Linked DNA regions of Sus scrofa: region 2 is linked to region 1. The links are chromatin contacts, called in public HiChIP or PLAC-seq maps. All regions are on one chromosome and are shown on one strand. Each heading gives the region's core, a stretch centred on a gene start, on an enhancer-like site or on the middle of the called end of the contact. The rest is flanking DNA. Distances are from core to core; before and after follow the strand shown. Region 1 overlaps EMILIN2 (EMILIN-2). Region 2 holds the start of EMILIN2 (EMILIN-2).

Evidence for each region. HiChIP or PLAC-seq counts read pairs in DNA pulled down with a chosen protein or histone mark.
Region 2: an H3K27ac HiChIP or PLAC-seq map of alveolar macrophages shows a contact between it and region 1. The contact joins the promoter of EMILIN2 here to the enhancer-like site in region 1. A contact is called at or near these places in 13 of 47 Hi-C or Micro-C datasets (adipocytes, embryonic fibroblasts, epiblast stem cells and 7 more) and 2 of 2 datasets of contacts at active chromatin or transcription factors (alveolar macrophages and skeletal muscle).

The regions. Positions count from the first base shown.
Region 1 is chr6:103,734,626-103,737,784 of Sscrofa11.1, reverse strand. EMILIN2 (EMILIN-2) reads left to right here. Exons shown (of 8, transcript XM_021096135.1): 5 at 2,248-2,625. Among named protein-coding and RNA genes, the nearest start is that of LPIN2, 48 kb to the right of the region's middle. Within about 2 kb of position 1,549, at least 44 of the 83 cell types and tissues checked have an H3K27ac peak or open chromatin away from gene starts, as enhancers often do. A contact at or near this core is called in alveolar macrophages, embryonic fibroblasts, fetal liver and 3 more, where this site is marked.
Region 2 is chr6:103,785,340-103,788,498 of Sscrofa11.1, reverse strand. EMILIN2 (EMILIN-2) reads left to right here and starts at 1,578. Exons shown (of 8, transcript XM_021096135.1): 1 at 1,578-1,912; 2 at 2,413-2,535. The coding sequence starts at 1,779.

The DNA.
Region 1 (3,159 bases), core at 300-2,799:
GCGGGTGAGGCCCTCAAAAGACAAAAAACAGAAACAAAAACAAAACTTTGGATGGAGACACAAACTTAGGCCAGAGGGAAGGAGCCAATGAGGAGGAAGGAGATGGAGAAGAGTGAGGTTGGATGGAGTAACCAGAAGAGAAGGGAGGTGGGCTTGGGCCGGAGCCTGTGCCCTGGGAGGGAGGCCCACGTGTGAGCCGTGGGAGGGGGATGGGGTGGGGGGTGGGGGGATGGACAGGAGAGGGGCCCAGGCGGGCTTGGACTGGAGGGAAAAGTACAGCCAGGCCCTCGGGTCTTCTGTAATTATATATACAGTATATATACTGAGACCTTACAGTGAAAACCAGCCCCCTTCTCTCCCCAGAGCCGGCCACATGCAACTCTTCCCAGCTGTTTTCTCCCCTGATGTTCACCTCTGTATTTCAAAACCAATTTACTGCCTTTAGATTGCTCTCTCTGTAAACATTACAACGTATTTAGACATGACACAGATTATTATCAGCTAGACTGCGAACATCAGTATTTCTGTTAGAAGCTAAATAGCTCCACAATAGCTAAATATGATTGTTATATTTAGCTATTGGTTTGTATTTAGCTATTTTTGGTTTGCTTTTCTCTGAATTAGTAGTGGTGCATTAGTATTTGCTGGATCTTGTGTATCTGTTTTGTATTCTTCCACCCTCCAGTACCCTCTCAGTAGCTTAACAAGTATCAGGTCATTTGTTTGTTCCATTTTTTAAAATTAGTGGCACCCTCCTGGAGATCTCTCTTCCTGACCCAATCCTGGGCTGCTTACTCTCTGGACTTGCTGTAAGCGTTCATAGCTTTTTTTTTTTTTTTTTTAGGGCCCACTGAGCCACTGGGGAACTCCAGGCAAGCATATTTTTAATCAGCAAAGTCTCATCTTTATTCTCTGGTTAGGCCGTTTTTAAAAATGCCAATTTCTTCTTGCACCTGGATGCAGTGTCTTCTGTTTCTTTGAGGCTATTACACATTTATTGTCTTGCATGATCTCTTTCTTCAAAGTTCCTTTTTATTGATTGGTTTCCTTTCTCATTCGTGTCCTTCACTGTAGCTGGTGGTGTCCCCATGTCTGGAATTCCTCCGCCTCAGTTTCTGTGTCTAACCCAGCCCTTCCCATCAGAGTCCTGAAGACAGTGAAGACCTAATGCCTTTCTATTGTGTGGTGTGAGTTAACTGATCTTCGGTGCATCTGAAATAGTAATAGCTCTGTACCATCCCTGGGAGAATTGAAAAAGGGACCACTTCATTCAGATCACTTTCTTTCAGGCTTAATTCTCTCCTGGAGTACTGGTCAGGAAAGGCTGTTTGGGAAATAGCCTTCCTTTGTGGGTAGAGGTGGCTGGCAGCCTAGCTCTGTGGGTGGAAGAGGAACATGTGTCTGATGTGCCATAATTACCTTGGCGAGTTTTTAAACAAAGCTAGACAGTGAGCCAACAGGCATTTGATTGGCAGCTTGGTTATAATTTGGTAGCGTTGGAGCCTGGGCCACTGCAGGCACCACGCAGCTTGAGGAGGTGGGTGGGGTTTGGCTTGTGCGGGTGGGATCATGGCCAGTCCTGCTTATTTTCAGATGTCTTGCAGGCCTCCAGGAAGGGCTTCCTGGAAGACTGGTTCCAGGAAAGTATTCAGAGGAAAGGGTGGCAGCTTCCTGGCTGTGTCACAGCGCCATCCTGAGAGGGCAGGGAAATGTGACTCAGGAGTTTCCTTCAGCAGAAACTCCAGCAATTGGTCATCCTGAGGCTGTGGTGAGAGGCCCAAGGCGTTGGGGTGACCACGGGGCCATCTGCTGCAGAGGCAGCCACACCTTCATGTCTGCCTGGGTCACCTAGTGTCTGCCCAAGGCAGGCCCTCGGCCTGTGAAGCCTCCACAGTGACCGTTGAGACCAGCTTGTTTGGGAGAATGTAAGGTCATAGGTGGCAACAGGCAGATCCCATCTAGGGGACTGTCATCTAGACAAATCGGGGTGTTTGGTTGCTGAAGCCAAGCGTGGTCCTGCCTGGAGCCTGTGACCATCACGGAGAGAGGCTGAAAGCCCGAGGTGGGCCGTCCACACGCTGTGGTGGCTGCGCCTGTGCTCACTGCTGGCACCAGCCAGTGACTTCGTGGATGCCTCGGGGCAGCCCTCCCAGCGCACACCTTTCGGGGAGCCTCTCAGAGGGGCCGGAGGCTGAGCTGCGGAGCCTGCCTTTTTTAACCCTGTGTATTTCTTTCTACTTTGCGAAGGCTCAGCGGAGGAGTCCTCGGAAGCGCCCCCTCCTCCGCCCCGAGGGACCCCGCCCCCAGCGGCACCTAGCGACCCTTCTCCAGCACTGCCACCACCGCAGCCCAGCCCGCCGCCGCCTCGCGAGGACCCAGGAAGGCCGCACACGGGCCAGCGGCCGGTCCTGCCCCGGAGACCCACCCAGCCGCCGCCCTCGAGGGCGTGGCCCGGCTGGATGGGGCTGCCCTTCCTGCCCGGCTCCACCGGAGTCATCACGGAGACCGGGGAGGCCGGGCCTCCGGGCAGGGTGGGCGTGTCGGGGAGGGGGCTGCCCCAGGGCGCCGACGGCCACACCCAGCCCGGGCTCGTCCCCAGCGCTGAAGGCTATGCCGGAGCTCCAGGTAAGGCTGCCTGGGCCCTGGGAGCTGCTGCGGGGTCTCTGTGGTCACAGGTCCAGCCTTCAGGGCACGAAGTCCAAAACAGCTGTCTGCAGGTGTGGCAGGACCCTGCAGTAACACCTTATACTTTAAATGGATTTGCCCCCGGGGGTTGTGGTACCTGGACCCACACAGGTAGCTGGTTCATCTTCCCAGCAGGGAGCTACCAGGAGGTTTCAGGGTAGCAGAGACAAGCACACGAGTGGGTAGGCTGGAAGCTTGCGCTCCAATCCCACCTCTGTCAGGACAAGGCTCAGCGTTAATGTTCAGTGCTTGGCTGGTTCAGTGCTTGGCTAGGAGGTGCTCTGTGTGAGCTGTGCATGTCAGCACCTGGTGGAGAGGTAAAGGCAAGAGTGAGAAGGAAAAGGGAGGAGCATTTAGGGGACACCCACTGTGTGCCAGGGCCTGAGCTATGACAGCACTGTGAAGGTGACATTCTACGGATAGATGAGGAAACTGAGGCTCTGGGCTATGACATGTAAACAAGTGGTGCCGTGT
Region 2 (3,159 bases), core at 329-2,828, 51 kb before region 1:
ATAAATAGAGTATAGTGGTCCCTTCAATGAAAAGCTTGTCCTCCAACTCTTGGACTTGAAGACAGCTTCCTGCTATAACTCTGACTCAGTGAAAAAACTAGATGTGGATTGATCAATTTTACTGAGTCTCAAATTTGAGATTTACCGATATGGAAGAGAAGTTGTGGTTTTTAGCTGTCAGCTGTAGACACACACAGCTTGTGTGTTTTCTCCATTTTCTTTTCTTTCATTTCTGTGCTCTGCTTCTTCCTGTGACACTTCACCGACAAAATGGGGTTCGGATGGGGAGAATAGGGAAGTCACACAGAAAGTTAGGGGTTGGGTTATGCAAGACAGCTTTTTATCCCTTCCTGTTGCTTTCCGCGCAGGGTGGATGGCTCTTTTGAAGGCTGAGGTCATGTCATCCCATTATTTGCATGATCTCCCATTTAGAGAGTTCTCAGACAGTCTATGTCCTTACATGGTATATTTTTCTGCTCAGCTTTTGTGAAGTGTCTACTTAGGGAATTTTCTTTCTTCTATTTGCAAATCAAAAGGTTCAACAACATCAAAGCATACTAGAAATGAAATGGACCAAAGGTTTCATTTAGTTACAGTAAAGCTTTATTGTCCATGTTACAATTCACAGCCAACAGCATCCTTTAAGTTCACAGATATTGCAGTTAATCTATGCAATCTGCAAATAACCTCACCTCAGTTCATTAGACGCAGCAGGTTAACTTAAATACAGAGTTCTCTCTGCCCAGGAGAGTACAACATTCTGGTGGGGATTTTAGGTAAGGTTCTTTGGTAGACTTGATTCATCCCCAAAAGAAATTTGTAAAGTTCGTGTAACTCGAAAATAGCCAGAAAATATGCAAGCAAGTGAAAAGACATCTAGCAGTGCCTGAACTGTTTCAAAGCAAAGGCGATTATTGTGGAGAAAATGCTTTTAACGTTGGTAGGAAAAGTTCAGAAAAGGACATCAGAAGGAGAGGCTGGGAGGTTACCTTGCCAAAACCAGTGTAGTGTATATTAGTCTGATGTTGTGCTTTAGAACCTGTTGGTTAGTGTCGCTTCCAGTGTCCCCTGCTGCCCTGCATGTTGACGAGGCAACTAGTGTTAAATGGATGCGTAAGGGAAAGAAAGAGAAGAGGACCCGCGTTCATTTCTCCTAACCCCTCCTAAGTTCAGACGTGGAGGAATGGCCGCGCGTCTTGCCAGAGGAAACCCGAGTCGAGTCCGATAAAGAACTGATAAAAATGTCCCTCATTCGCCCCGGGAAGCCGGCACCCAGGCACGACGTGAGGACCGCCAGACTCGCTGACTGCGGCCGCTTCCCGAGGGGCCGGGGCGCGCCCGCTGGAAGGTGGGAGGGGAAGTTGCCCCGATTCTGGGAAGAGACCAAAGGAATGAGTAATTGGAAATTCTGTAACGGAGACCCTTTCCCCAAACCCTGTGGCCTTTTCACCCCAAACCCCCTGCCGAGCGGCAAGAGGACTGGAGACGGACGCGCTGGAAGGAGAGTCACGTTTCGGAGGGGGAAGTGAAATAAAAAGGGCGGCACCGGGGGGACCTGTGCGTCATTGAGGGACCGAGAAGAAGCGCGGGCGCACGGGGTGGAGAAAGAGAAGGGGGAGCAAGAAACCGGAGGGGGCGGCCGCGGAGCGCGGGTGGGGCGCGGCGCAGCGCCCGAGCCTCCTGCCTTTTCGGGCCGCGCCCCGGCCGCCCGCAGCCTCCCGGCGCTTGCCCCGACCCTCTCTCCGTATCCCGCCGGCGGGGCGCGCCCCGCGCGCAGAATGTGGCAGAGGACACGGGCTCGGCCCCGCGCGCCCTGGCGTTGGGCGCTGGCGCTTCTGGCCCTCGGCGGCGCGGGACTGTGCCACGCCGGCCCGCAGCTCAGGCACCCCGTGAGGCCCAGCGCCAGGAACAAGTAAGTGCGCGGCCTCGCCTCTCCCCCAGGACGGCGAGGCTCCCTCCACCTACCCCTCCCGACTCTGCCCTGCTGAGGCCATGAGCTGCAGCCGGGGTCCCCCTCCGCCTGCCGGGGTGGTGCCTCCTCCTCGGTGGCCGCGCGCTCCAGGGGCTACGCCGGGCGCCCCCAGCGACTTCTCCCTTGCCTCCCGCAGGGCTGCCTGGGGCTTGGGGCGCAGGGCGGGTCCCAAAGAACAGGGCGATCAGGAAACTACCCCCCCCCCAGGAATTACTGGAGTCGCTGGGACCTTAAGGGCTCTTTTTGCCTCTGTCTTTTGTCGGGTACAGGTTCACGCTATCCAAAGGCGCACCCGCGCACCCTCTAGATATCTGCTGGTCGAGCGCCCGCCTCTGCCCGCCGGGACCAGGGTATCCCAGACGCCCTGTAGGCTCGTCAGGTCTCCCCCAGCCTCTCTGTTCAGGTTTACACCGTGCCCTTCTCCCTTTCTTTCACCCCAGGAACTGGTGCGCGTACATCGTGAACAAGAACGTGAGCTGCTCGGTGCTGGAGGGAAGCGAGAGTTTTATTCAGGCTCAGTACAACTGTGCCTGGAACCAGATGCCCTGTCCGTCCGCGCTCGTGTAAGTCGCGGAGCCAGGGCCGCGGGGGTGGGTGGGGGTGGGGTCAGAGCGCTGGGCTCCAGCCGCTCAGCAAATCTCTTCCAGTGGTTGAAAAACTTCCGCTGAAAAGTTTGAGCGCCGACTGGGGTACCAGGCACGATGGGGTGTTTAAGGAGCGTGTGCCGCCTGGAGCGAGCGTCAGGGATGCGCCTGCCTTGCGAGCTTGCGATTGCTGAGCATAGGAGGGGACCAACAAAGCCCCCCACCCCCACTTCTCTCTTTCTCTCTCTCTTTCAATTTTATTGCTAACATAAGGCAGCTGGACCTAATTACATCCATATTGCGTGTTCTGGGGCACAGAGAAGATTCCAAAATGTATACTGCTAAAACTTGTACAAGTAGGATTAGCTGAGGGTTTGCTTTAACCAGTGTTCTAAAAGAGGCGAGTTTTGTCCAAATGTCCCCATAAAACTGACCTCTTCCAGGTGTTGGGATCTCTAAAGTCAAGTCCCAGCAACAACTTGCTTGAAAATGTGCTGTTTTTACAAGTTAGATTTGGGGGGGATTCAGCTGAGTGGTTATCAGGAGAGAATGGTCCTTAAAGACCAGGGAAAGAATTAATCTTTTTGCTTATAAAGATTTTAC